Linked DNA regions of Zea mays: region 1 is linked to region 2. Evidence: chromatin contacts called from public Hi-C data. All regions are on one chromosome and are shown on one strand. Each heading gives the region's core, a stretch centred on a gene start, on an enhancer-like site or on the middle of the called end of the contact. The rest is flanking DNA. Distances are from core to core; before and after follow the strand shown.

Region 1 (6,357 bases), core at 2,978-5,477, 500 kb before region 2:
TCAATCGGACTGTCCAAAAGAATTTAATCCAGACATTATTATCTCTCCCTTTTATACATCATGCATGGCATGGCATGGCACAAGCACAACCTAGCTAGAGGATGGCATGTGATGCTGCTACCTTCCTTGCAAAACCATCATATCATGCAGATAATAATGGCATTAGAATAGGAGCGTAATCGCACTGGACGAGCTCGCCTGCTCGTGGCTGCAAATTATTGCAGGGGAGGGTAAGAAGTGAGCGTTTCTTTGGTCATGGCGCAGGCGTAATCAGCATATGATCCAGCCAACATTCCAGCCAGGCTACTCAGGTCTTTTCTTTTCTTTTTTGGTTTTTTTTGGGAGCCAAAGTACAGAAACCAGAGCAAATTTAGTTGTTCTGGCATCCCGGCCGTATGATGATCTAAGTACTGTGTCAACCGTCTCAACTGCTCCCTGCATAGTTAGTTCGCACACATCACGCACCTGCAGAATTATTCAGAGCAAGCCTGATGACTTGATCCTCGACGAGGCCTCTCTCTGGAAAGCACGCCCGACTGTCGGATCCATCGAACTGGTTGGTTGTATATGTACAGGGCCAGGGCATCGGCCTCGGACTCGGACCACAACAATTAACCTGTGCCGTCGTTATCTACATATCGGTGCCATGGCAGTGTTCGTTTTGGATCTCAGAAATCTACCCGTACGCCAATGTGTCTGATTTGGTGATTATTACAGAGTTTACGATCTTTGCTCTTCGGCGCCCAACCACGAGATATGTCGCAGCTCAGCTGTGGGTAATTATTCTGCTTATAAGTTTATAAGTTTTTTAGCTAAGTTTTTCCACCACGTACAATTAGTTTGTTCTTTGTTTAATTGTCAAATTTTAATTGGATAATATTATGAGTGATGATGCTAAGTCTTTCAAAGTTTTTGTTATATTCTAATTCTACCTAAAGGTGTTTTAGAATTGTAGTAATTTTAGTATTCTGCATGTTGATATAGACAACTTTGAAAATTAGCAACCAATAAATACATAACTATTGGAGCACTATTTTTTTTTACTTCTTAAAGTGTTTTAGCAACTTCCTAAATCTATAATTTAAGATGCTAAATCTATAATTTCAGTTTTAAAATTGTTTAAAGAGGTAGTCTCTCGTCTTCCACCGTCTCCTTTTTTTCAGTTTTTAAAATTGTTTAAAGAGGTCGTCTCTCGTCTTCCACTGTCTCTGCTCTATACAGAATACAACCTTGTTTTATCCGTCTTTGTAATCTTGATACATATAATAATTGCGAGAGAAAAAAAATCAATGGACAAGAAGATAAAATCGAGTACTTCCCATACAGAAAAGAACTAACCTAACCGAGCTTTCACAAAATGTCATATAGAGTAACCCGGTAACCCATCAGGCGGATGCCTGTCGCGTCGGCGGCTGCCCGAAACACGAAAGAGATGGCGAGCCAATGTCCCCGGCGGTCCGGGCGCGCCATCGCCAACAGAGACTCGCCACCGGCCACCAGTACGGCGCGGCGCACGCGCCCGGCCCGCTCTCCCCCCGTCCGCACGTGACCGCTCCCCGGCGACCGGCGACGCACACCATGTATGCCTGGCTGCCTGTGCAGCGCCGGCACGACCACCCTGACGTGAGGCTCCGGGGTCCGGGGCGTCACGGCGTTTCCCGTGTGGTGTGAGGATTACGGGTTGTCCTCGCACGTCAACGTACAGTTCCGAGCTCTGCTTTCGTGGCGTTGGCCAGGCCTGACCTGTGACAGTCCGCGCCAATAATAAATGCGTGCCAGATCAGAGAGAGAGAGAGAGAGAGAGAGAGAGCTGCGTGCGCCTAGTCTGGGAGCACATGTGTCCCTTTCAACGGTTTTTGTTAAAGTCAAGCTCTCAACTGGCTACTTCGTCGTGCCGTGCTAAACACCATACGTACTCCTAATGTCTAATCATTTGTCTTGCATTATTAGATTTTTTTTTTCAATTTAAAACTTTACCGATATCGACAATTTACCAGAAATGAGCCAAACTAAACGTATTACTATGAAAAAATTATTATTCTAACAATGAGACCGATTGTTGGCCACACGTCGGTTCTTTCGTGCATATAATTAGGAGAATAAACGAGAGAAAAGGGATATAATTTCTTGACCAAGAATGAACGGTGCAGTGTTTTCTTACGTCTACTGATAGCAGGGTATGGGTTGGTATTATAATCGGCTTGAGTTGTCCCCGAGAAAGGAGATGCGAATATGTGCCCCCGAAACTAAGGGTTTGAACGCTTTGATGCAAACACCCAATTTATTAGTCCGGCTGGACCTCTGACAGCGGAATAAAATCGTATCAGCGCCCAATTTATTTCTGAACAATGACTGTGCCGTTCACCAAAGGCGCATTCTCAAGAAGCGATTTTTTCCCCATTCACACAGGTTTAACAAACCAAGCTCTCAACAAATCCAATACAAATTGAAATCTAGCTAAATTATAGGTACAAAGAAGAAACACTCCATGTACTTTGCCAAAATAACAAAAGAAACTACCAATAAGAATCAACAAAATCTTAGAATCGTGTGCTGCACGATCCATATTTTTTGGGCTCTCCCAAGTAGATGCTGCTTTGGCACATAACATATGATGCAAACCCCCCATCAGCACACAGATTAGCCCTGCCTTTTTACCTCCTCCAAACCTTTCCCCTAATCAACTCTCTCTCTCTCTCTCTCTTCAATTTTCACCACGCTTTTCTCCACTTCTTTTTTGATTCGTCCTTTTGATGTGCTCGCACACCAGCAACGCTTTGTTCTCCTAGCAACCAATGTTCGCGCGCCACGTGTGCGATGCACGCACGTCAGCACCGCAAGTTAACAAGTCGGCAAGCCAGATCTGGGCGCCTCGGAGGACGCGACGACCCCGCCCTCGTGGCTCACACCTTCCTCTGGCCGTCCGATCTCCTCTCCACGGCGGAGATGGATCCCTGCGCGCGCTGCTCCAGGGTGCGCACCACGTCGGCCATGGACGGCCGGAGGCTGGGGTTGTCGCCGACACAGGCCGCGGCCAGCGCCGCCACCGCGGCGGCCTCGGCGGCGTCGTAGGCGGTGCCGAGCCTCTCGTCGACCAACCCGCGCGCGTCGCAGGGCGGGTCGCCTGCCCTGAGCCGCGGCGCGACGACGGCAGTGAGGAGCCGGCCTTCCTCCGCGCAGAAGGCCTCCATCCCCGTGAGCAGCTCCAGGAGCAGGACGCCGAAGCTGTACACGTCGCTCTTCTTGGTGACCACGCCGGAGCGGATGTAGTGCGGGTCGACGTAGCCTGGCGAGCCCAGCATGGTGCGCGCGGACGAGCGCGGGCGGACGGCGGCCGAGAACCCCATCCGCGCCGACCCGAAGTCGCACAGCTTGGCGGACATGGACGCGTCCAGGAGCACGTTGGACGCCTTCACGTCGCCGTGCACCACCTGCGGCTCGCAGCGGTCGTGCAGGTGCTCGAGCGCGCGCGCCACCTGCAGCGCCACCGACACCCGCCGCGCCCACGGCATCGTCCCCGCGGCCTTGCCCCCGCCGTGGAGCCGCTCGTGCAGGTTCCCGTTCGCCGCGAACTCGAGCACCAGCACGCCTTCGTCTGCGACTCGGGGGGAAAAAAAAGCCAGAGCCTTCCGTCAGCACTCAGCACAGCACAAGGAAGGCGCACTAGGCGGAGCGCGAGAAAGCAGAGCAGAGGAGATGACCCACCTTGCTGGTCGCAGAAGGCTAGGAGGCGGACGATGTGCGGGTGCCGGACGCGCTGGAGCGCGTCGAGCTCCTGGCGGAACACGCGGTGGAGGCGCTCGCTGCTGCGGTGGACCTTGACGGCGGCGAGCGCGCCGGAGAGGCGCGCCAGGTACACGGTGCTGAACCCGCCCTCGCCGACCACGGCCGAGGTGAACCCGCCCGTCATCGCCTCAACCTGCGCCCACGACAGCCCCCGCGGGCCGGCCTCGACCCCCTTCTCGGCCTTGCCGTCGGACACCCCGAAGCCCCCGTCCTCGTCGCGTTCCCGGCCGTCGGCCGCCGCATTGGCGCCACACCCGCAGCAGAAGAACCTGTACCTCTGCACTCCCATCTTGTCCAAAGAAAGTTTCTTGAACAAACCAGGGAGGAGTGGAGAGGGGAGATGACAGCGGAGGAGGACTTGTGAGGCACCTAGAGGCTTGTGGGTGAAGAAGAAGGGAGATGATGGCGCCTCTGCCTCTCTGTATTTGTTTCTCTGTGTACTTGGGGTTGGGATGGGCGGAAGGCTGATATATATATGGGAGAGGTGTATGGGGGATTCAGATTTGGTGGGGGGTTTGAACTGTGAAGTGCCAACTTATCAGGATCACAGGATGTAAACTGTGGAGGGGATGATGTAAGCAAGCGAGAAACTTGTTTATGCAGTCATTGGCATGCAGATGCAGCAGCGCCGCAGACCTGCAGTGGCAGGGATGATAGGGTGCCTGACAAGTGGACCCACCTTACTCACAAGGACAGTACTATTGTTGCCTCACCAAATATGCTATTAGGCGGGGACTCATCGATCGAACCAACCGTTCGTTATTATTATTATTATTGGTGTTATTAATCTATTCCTCCATTATCCGTGGAGCTCCATGGATTACAGCGAGACTATGCACTTGTTTAGACCGTATAATTGGACCAGTACACCAATACACGTACCGTGTGTGACGACTAGATGTATGCATGCATGATCAACAAACATATCAAGGGAGTGAGCCTGTGTCTGTCCAGCTCCAGTAGGTGTGGAAGCTTGCGGCCGATTAGGTTTCAGCTGAAGCTTAACGAATAACGACGGCACGCATCATATGGGCAAAGCCGAGGCGTGAACAGTGGACGTGGTTCCTTTCCTTGGCGATCCAGGATGTCTCGCACCCACCACTGATCGGTGACCGATGCAGCAGCAGCACTGGGCTGGGCTGGGCTGGGCTGGGCTGGGCTGGGCAGGTTCTTGAGGTGACGTTTTCCAGGGCTTGTACATACATACATCGGAAAAAGCCGGAAGCTTCAGCGGGCAGCGGACATGTCAGGTTGCCGCTGCCGAGCTCTGGTCAGCTCAAATCAGGAAAAAAGGTCCTGATGACCGGTCGCTTGCTCGCTCACCGCATGCCGCAGCAGTGAAAAAATAACATCGAGATTTAACCAGTATGGTTACTGCTACTAGTACGATAGTTACGGCGACTGGCCAAGTGTTAGGTGAAAAACCGGAGCTCTTATTTATCCTGCCTAGACATGTCCAAATGGACCGGCCCGCCAGTGGGCCCGTGACCCGGCACGGTCGTGGCCCGGCACGAGCACGGTCCAGCCCGACTAGAACCGTGCCCGGGCCGGCCCGGTCCGATAGCCGTGTCGGGCTTGGGCTAGTCTTCTGGCCCGCGGTGCAGGCACGGGCCCGGCACGATTAATTAGTAGACACGATAACGGCACGTTTTAGGACCTTATTTTGTAACTGTCAGTCTGTTTTTAGCTATAATACTGATAATATGTTATTATATAAGAGTATTCGAAATTGTTATATGTGTTTATATGTGTATCTAAAATTCTTTGTCTAAGTATGTATCTAAAATTATAAATATAATTAATTGAATTTAAACTAAATTTGAATATTATCTTTAAATTCTGAATTTTAGATTGTTTTTTGTGTGTTATAACCGTGTCGGGTCTAGGCTGCGTCAGCCAGCCCGCGGGCCGGCCCGGCCCGACACGACACTAAACCGTGCCGGACTTGGACTGGCGCCCCTCGTGCCGGGTCCAGCCATGCCCGTGCCGGGCCGGTCCAGCACGGCCCGTTGGACATGTATACTCCTGCCTGCAGTACCTATACGGTTTGGGTTAATTATAATTCAAGCGGGGACGGAATTCTCGTCAGGGTTTTTATCCCACGTTACCATTCCTAGTCCGGACGCGTGTCGGTTTTGTTTGGGGATGGGTTTGGTTGGTGTGGTGGCGCAGCGCCGTGGTCCGGGGCCGGTTGGACGAGCAGGAGGCGGATGGTCAAGGAGGAGTCCAGGCCGACGGCGACGGGCGGGAGCTGGAGCCCGCGCGCTGGAGCCTGGAGGGAGGAGGACGCAGCGCATCCGAGAGCGGTGAGTCGTCCTCATGAATGGCGTCTTGTTTGGTTGCTTCTGAGGTTGAGCCATACGTACTGTACATGCTTCACGCGAGAACCCTGAAAAGAGCAAAGCGGACTTCCCACGCGTACGGGCATGACGAGAACCACAGGCGCGCGCACATCACACACAGAGAGACGCATCGGATTCCTGAACCTTCACACGAAATCCGGGCGCCTGTTCGCGTTCACTGAACCTTCAACACGCCCCGCAACATGGCGGCATGGGCTTTGGGTACGAG
Region 2 (7,258 bases), core at 1,588-4,087:
GGGAGCGCGCCATGCGATCTCTGTTTCTCAGTCTCTGCTCTCCGGGCGGCGGCTCGCTGGGACTGGGATGCGAGGCGACGGCAACAACGTCGTCTGGCTGGCGGCCGTGTGGCGCTCGGTGGGATGGGCGCTACGAATATAGGGGTGGTGGTACTGGAAAGCGGCGCGGCGAAGGCATGGTGAGGACTGGGGACTGGGGGTGGGGCAAGTACACGTGACACGACGCGGCCACTGTTCACTCGGAACATATACTGGCACACATAAATATAGATGATCCGACTGATCAACGAATATTTATTTGTATGAAGTATCAATTAATTGGCTGGCTAATTAGGACGCGCGTATCCCCGCAGACCCGTTTTCCCCCAAGGTATATATATCTATATCTATAATCTATCTATCTATATATATCACCGAGTACTGACTGCTACAAAGGGCCGAAGCGACGTTAGTTTTCTCTGATGCACGGGCACATGGATAATATAAAATATTGTTAATAACTATCTTAAATCTATCGTGTGTTTATTTTCAAACTGTATATTTTTTACGTTTGATATATAGTCACACTCAGGGTTATTTTTGAGCCGGCTTCGTCCTGGCTACGGTATAAAAGAATACATGGAGCTGATCATTTTTTTCCTTTTACCATGCAGATATGCTGCCACCCGAGCTTTTAAAATCCAGAACAGCTGATAAATGGCTGAATTTGTTGTATTTATTAAATGCAGATGTGAGCTACCGCGTCACGTTAATTACGTTCCATTTCCATATTCCACGGTGTAAGCCACCAAATGTTTGGAACTAGCCTAGACTTAGTGCTTCCCGGACAGCTCTGACTCCTTGCCGGAGCTAATTTAGGTGCCCGAGCGAGAGCCGTAAAAAGTGGCTCCGAGCAGCTCCATATGTGCCCGTGCAACCATTCTTCTTGTCTCCAGAACCTTTCTGCTTGTCTCCAGAGGCGAGTGGACGAGTGGTCATCTTCCTTCAAAGATGACAATACGCGGAAACAAGCAAGCAGCAGTCAGCGGCTGTGGGCTTGCGGTCTGGCCATCTGCGTGACTGTGGAGAGCTGTTCCAAATAATTTGCAAAAAAAACGGCGGCTCTAATGGAGGAACAGCTCCTATAAAAAAAGTTAGAGCCAGAGCCATTTTCAATTTTCAGAGGAGGCGGAGTCCTGTCAAACAAGCCCAATGTAAATGCCCTTTAAACACGATCTTGTCCAGAATCACCCAATGTAAATGTCCTTTAAACACGATCTTGTCCAGAATGGCCCAATGTAAATTGGTAACTGGAATCAATGAAATACGTAGTCTTTTTTAAATTACGCACACTAGATAATTAATAAAGTCAATAACAGGACTAAATAATTAATGAGTACTATAGTATGTTAACCTTTCACCACGCTCGTTATTTGGTTCTAAAATCGCTGGGATACCTTCTATTTCTGGTCATAGAAGAAGGGTGTTAAATCCGTGATAATTTTTTTCCTTGTGTAAGATGTTGCCATATATGTTACCTCTGTATATATATAGAAGTATCGGTATGTTTGCATGTTGCCATATATATATGTCGAGCTGGGTAAATTCGGGGCGGCGTTCAGAACCTGAGACTGAGAGCTGCTGTTTGGGAGGAAAAACAAAAAAAAAAACTACGTATCTGTCGCAAGATTTTGACGTGCCAAGAACATCGTACTGGTGGAAAGTGTTGCTTAGAAACATCACCTCGCTTGATATCTGCAATAAACTTAACGAACTAGCGTCACCTTTTTAAAATAAAAATTAAACCCAAGAGGTAGACAGGCCAGCTAGCGAGCGATGGAAAAGCTTCTGACGATTCTCTGTCTCCTCTGTTTCTCTCTCACTACACATACATACCTCTCTCTCTCAAAACTCACTTGCAGGCTGTGCACACCAACTAATAAAGGCAGAATAAGAACAAACTAACCTTACAAAAGAAAGTGATACTCAGCGTATCTGGCCCCCTCACCTACCAATCTACCATACCATACTATACCATAGGCTAGGCTAGTGTATAAAAGGCGCACCAGCAAATCCTTCCTCTCTGCCGCTGCGCCGCACGATCGATCAGCTTGGCCAGCCAGCCAGCCAGCTAGCCTAGCACTTGCAGTGGCAGCCCCGGCCCCTGGCGAGCCCCAGCGACACGCACTGGCCGCCGCGCCGGCACCCGCCGTAGTGGCACACGTCCATGCACGCGCTGTTCGCCGCTGCGTCCCCGGGGTCGCACTGCTCCACGGGGATGGTCACCCCGCACGGCACCCCGGACGGGTAGTCCACCCACGCCGCCCGCGCCGTCGCCGGCAGAATAGCCACGGCAACTGAAGCCACATGCAAACGGAACAGCGTCAGGCATTCCGAGAGCAAACACGAGACCAGACTACGGTAGTGGCAAACATGCAATAGCGCAGTTGTACACGCACGCTCGCGTCGCGTCGCGTCCTCTCTTGCGGGCATGCCGTTGCCGGCCGTACCCGTACGTGTATGTGCCGGACTAGCTTACCGGTAAGGGTGGCCGCGAGAACTAGCAGGACACGAGCGGTGAGCGCCATGGAGGAGACGGCGGTGCAGCACGCAGCTTCCCGAGCCATACGAATACTCTCTCTCTCTCTCTCTCTCTCTCTCTCTCTCTCTCTGGTCTGTTCCTGTGGGACGGGAACTGACAACTGAGACAGGCACAGGCCCCGCCCGGTGCGCCTGCCGGCGGCCGTGTGGCTTTGGACACAGAAGTGAGCTAGAGGAGAGACGACGAGCTGGCTGGCGGCGTTACGGCGGCTCTGCTGGGTGTGCGTTATATAGTGGTGGCGCGCGGTCGAGCTGCGGAGGCAGGCGCTAGTAGCATCGCAGCAAAGCGGGCGCGCGGGGGCCGGGGGGAGGGGGGAATTGAAGTACATGTGATGTGACGCTGCCTGATCGAGACGCTTTGCTGGTGTAGTGGAACAATAATATACATGATCCAACTGCCAACTTGCATCACAGGCTAATGTAGAATATAGTGCCTCTGGTTAATCAGGACACGATGATCGCAAATCTTTGCTAGACTGCTTTCGCAAAGATACTACTACTGGCTACTACCAGTAGTAGCCGGTAACGCAAAGTAAAACTCTTGTCGCTATATAAGGACCAATGAGCGCTATGTATACATGCATGTAAACAAAAATCCTTGAAGTGCATGATTAGAGATGGCAATGGGTAAATATTCCTTGGGTATGACAATCCTATACACGTACCTATTACAATCCATACACTGATAGGTATAGATTTACCACATCCCCATACTCATACTCATGCGAGTATGAGTTATCTGTAACCACAAAGATTAAACATCTATCGAAATGATACATTATACAAATATCAAGTATTCATCTAAATACCTTTACAAAATTTCTAGCATTATTTAACCATCCATTCAACAACACTAAAGATAATTAGCCCATTAAAAAACATACGGGTAGAATATTTAGTCCATATAGTAAATACCAATTGCCATCTCTAGCTATGCATGACGATCTGAGTGCAACTTCGCTGCAAGAAACTCTGTGATGAATTGGATCCGTGCGGACACTGGAACGAATCCTTCTTCCAAATAAAATAACCTCTCGAATTCACCTACTAGTAGTAGTAGAAGCTGTCTATCCAGTGACGACAATCCGATGAGGGCATGAGCTATATATCCGGCCCGACATGTCATATATATTTTCCAAATCTGGGCGCAACAGAGACCCTGACAACCCCGTCAAAAGGGCAATCATGTGTGTCCCCGGCCCCCTACTCCGTCGAAGTACGCAGCTGTCTGATCCAACAATCCCGCAGCTGTGTGGATTGCTTCAAGTGCGCGCTTGCATATGTGCACGTCGACAGGAGCTCGTCTGGGAACGCCACCACCGGCCGGCTCGTCGTCCCCAGCTAGCATAGTAGCTTACGCGCATGCAGACGCCGCATTTGCATCGTGTCCCCCCATGGAGCCGTCGCGTCGCGTTCAGTAGCTGTCCAATCAGTTCGTTCCGGCCACACGCGTACGGGAGCTGTTGCCGCGACCAGCGTTGTTTCTTGGAGCGTCCTCCAGAGCTATACGTCCGAAAGATCCGATATCCTTTTTAAACAAACATGGATATTCGTAATAATGCGGTTTAGACATGTTTTTTTTAAAAAAATTATGCTGTACCGTACCTAACCTAGTTTCACATCTATATTCGATGTAAAAACTATAAAATATCCGATACCAACCGTATCCTACGAAAGAAATATAAAATATTTTTTAAAACAGCTAGTTAACAATATAAATGAAAACAAATTTAATATAACAGATGATTGTAAGTTATCTATAACCATTGTAATTTTAACATTATAAACGGTATATATGTAAATTGTAAGTTTAGTTAATTGAAATATAAATATTTACCTACCAGTTTATCTTATTTATACATTTTCTATAATTTATTTTTAAACTATTTGTATTAAATAATTAATATATTATCTATGACTTTCTTATATTTTATTAAAAAATATAATTACTAAAATATTTTATTTTCGATGGTTGATTATTATTTTTTGTTTTTACCATGACAATTTTATTATACTAGAAAGGTATAGATGCATGTTATCTTCAATTGAAATCAAATAGATATCAAAATTTAAAATCAAATTTAAGATATCGGTTTTACTTTTGTACCCGTCCGTATTCGTATCCGAGTTCGAATTTAAAAGTGGCCAAATAGCTGTATCTGAATACATATCCGTATAAATCCGATCTAAATCCATAACGAGAGCTACGATGTTTCTGTGCGCGCGGCTCTGTTTTGCGGTCAGTGGCGGGAAGCGCAAGTTGGGCATATGCATGTATAAACAAATGCAACCAGCGACCATGATCCTGATCATTATTGTCACATAAAGCTAGGTTTGTTGTCGACCGAATTATATATAGTACGATCGATCGCCCCCTCATTCGCCAGTGATCTCTGCCATGCGGGCGCTCCACCTTTGCGGAAAAAAGAAGGAGAATGGAATTTGCAATAAATTAAACGACTGCAGTGCGACAAGAGGATCAGCCGATCAGGATCCCGCGTGCATCTCTAGTCTAGAGAGACTGGTGAGTGGTGAGTGTGAATCAGGATGCTGGAGCGATTCGATCGATCTGCGGATAGGGTGCAGCGTATAACAATATATAAGAAGGGGGCAGGAAGCATCTCGCTTTGCGGGAGAGACGACATAAGTTCGACTCTTGTTGATATAAGCTACGATACCACTGTCATATAAGTGAGACAGAGGTTTAGTATTTCATTGACTTATTAATGGGGTGTTTGAATGCACTAAAGATAATAGGTAGTGACTAAAATTAGTTGAGACATCCAAACACACTAGCTAATAGTTCAGCTATTAGCTATTTTTTAGTAAATTAGTTAATACTTGGGTAATTATTTGTTAGCTATACATTCAAACACCCCCTAAAAAGATCTTCTTATTAACACAGGTTGAAGGTAGATAGGGAGTAGTCGATTTATATGCACCTACGAAAATTTGCAAGACTAGTGACTTAGACCAAATATTTACCATATATGCACCAACAAGTTATTACTATACATCTTTAAGACATGCGTGTGCACTCACCCCTTGTGTGATTTACTCTCTTCGCCAGTGTATTAACATAATGTTAGTGGGCTATCTTAGCCTCGCAGGTGAAGTAAGTTTTTCTATATTGAGGGAACCGGATACGGGTGTGGCGAGGCCTATTTTCTAATCCGCAAGTGCGACGCTAGCAATCGTTCTATCCGATCCGCGCGGGAAAGAGGCGGGCGCATTGCGAGGGGAGCAGATAACGCGCGGAAGTGGCTCTCGTTTTCGATCGCGCGCGTCAGTGTCAGTCCCCTCTTTTGCGAGGAAGGATAAGCAAGCAGCAGCAGCAGCAGCTAGCTGGCGGGCCAGGCCAGGGGAAGCCGGCAGGGAAGGGACATGAGATGAAAGCTTGGCGCGAGCCATGCCGCTGCACGACCGCCGGGGCTCATTGGCTACGCCAGGCGAGGCTGCCCGTGTGTGAGCGAGAGACTGGCTCAGCTCTTGCTAAGCCTAGCTAGGGGGGGCTAGCTAGGGGCCGGGCCGGCCGGGAAGGAGACAGGGATCATCGACCGCGCTCGGCTTTTGCTGCAGAGGAGGCAGGGCGGCTCGACCGGCAAGTGTGTATGGCTGGCGACGAGTGGCTGGCCGGACCCGTGAGCGGTGAGCCCCGGCCGGGCGCTGCCTAGGGGGTTTAGGCCGTATCTTCGCCACACCATTGAAGCTGGAGGCATCTACGGATCTGGACTATATATATGCAACCGTATAAAGCGGGGACGATACTGTTAGAATATAATATATGTTAGAATATAATATAAGTGAAATGTCTATATTTTTCTATCAGCTTAATCTTTTGGTTGGAATTAATTGGTGCATGCAACTTAATATGATATCAAAGCCAAATGTCTTGAGATTGAGAACATGTTTTTTTTTTCCATAGATGAAACATTGTTTGTCAGACCTAAAACACCATCACCTCTCCTCGACAAAAGAAAAAAAGTTGTTGTGTCTTGTTATAAAAGATTTGTAGTGAGAAACACAACGGTGCAATTACAATTTAATTTAGATGTTCGGTTTAGTAGCTAAGACTTTCTTAGTTTATACAAAATCAGATGTTCGGTTTAGTAGCTAAGGTTTTCCTAGTTTATAGAAAAGTGTGACGCCTTGTCGTCGTCGGTCGGGGGTCTTCCATGCATGCAGACTTTAGATTTTGCATGTGCTTCTACATGGTCTTGACTGGTCGAACTTGTAAGCATCTAACCATTTCAGCCCACTTGAAGAATATACGGCCCAAATGAAAGAATTACCGTGCGCAAAATAATTTGGCGGCGAGAGCATCTACGCCGATCGCTGGCAAAGCCAGCGTGTCGGCCGCAAAACCCCTTGGGCCGAAAGTAGCCCACTTGGGCCGCTCGGTCCGTGAGGTCGTGGACGACGGCTTTCGGTTTGTCTGCGGGGTTGGCGAGCACGGCCCAACAAACTGGCTGGTAGTCAGCAGCATCAGCTGATCCTACACGAGGACGCGACGCACAGAGTTCTATCTATTGCATGACAGAATCTACTACAACATGAACACACACATTGCTGCGAACGGGAAAACAGGGAGCTTCTTGCGTTCTGGTCTTTAAGCAGCTGGGTGCAGTGGCCGTGCGTGTTTCGACGAACTGAATGAGGGTCCATTCGTTTCTGCTGG

Evidence for each region. Hi-C and Micro-C count contacts between places; a contact is called where the count stands out from the background.
Region 1: a contact with region 2 is called in a Hi-C map of ear, with 2.1 times the contacts expected there. The contact joins the promoter of LOC100286253 here to the promoter of LOC103643366 in region 2. A contact is called at or near these places in 5 of 25 Hi-C or Micro-C datasets (bundle sheath, ear, leaf and 2 more).

Annotation. Positions count from the first base shown.
Region 1 is chr1:229,273,562-229,279,918 of Zm-B73-REFERENCE-NAM-5.0, reverse strand. LOC100286253 (protein kinase domain containing protein) reads right to left here and starts at 4,227. Exons shown (of 2, transcript NM_001159140.1): 1 at 3,706-4,227; 2 at 2,390-3,595. The coding sequence starts at 4,075. The coding sequence ends at 2,904.
Region 2 is chr1:228,768,201-228,775,458 of Zm-B73-REFERENCE-NAM-5.0, reverse strand. LOC103643366 reads right to left here and starts at 2,837. Exons shown (of 2, transcript XM_023301333.1): 1 at 2,519-2,837; 2 at 1,710-2,336. The coding sequence starts at 2,606. The coding sequence ends at 2,116. It overlaps LOC100274911, which reads right to left and starts at 140. Exons shown (of 2, transcript NM_001331225.1): 1 at 1-140. The coding sequence starts at 13.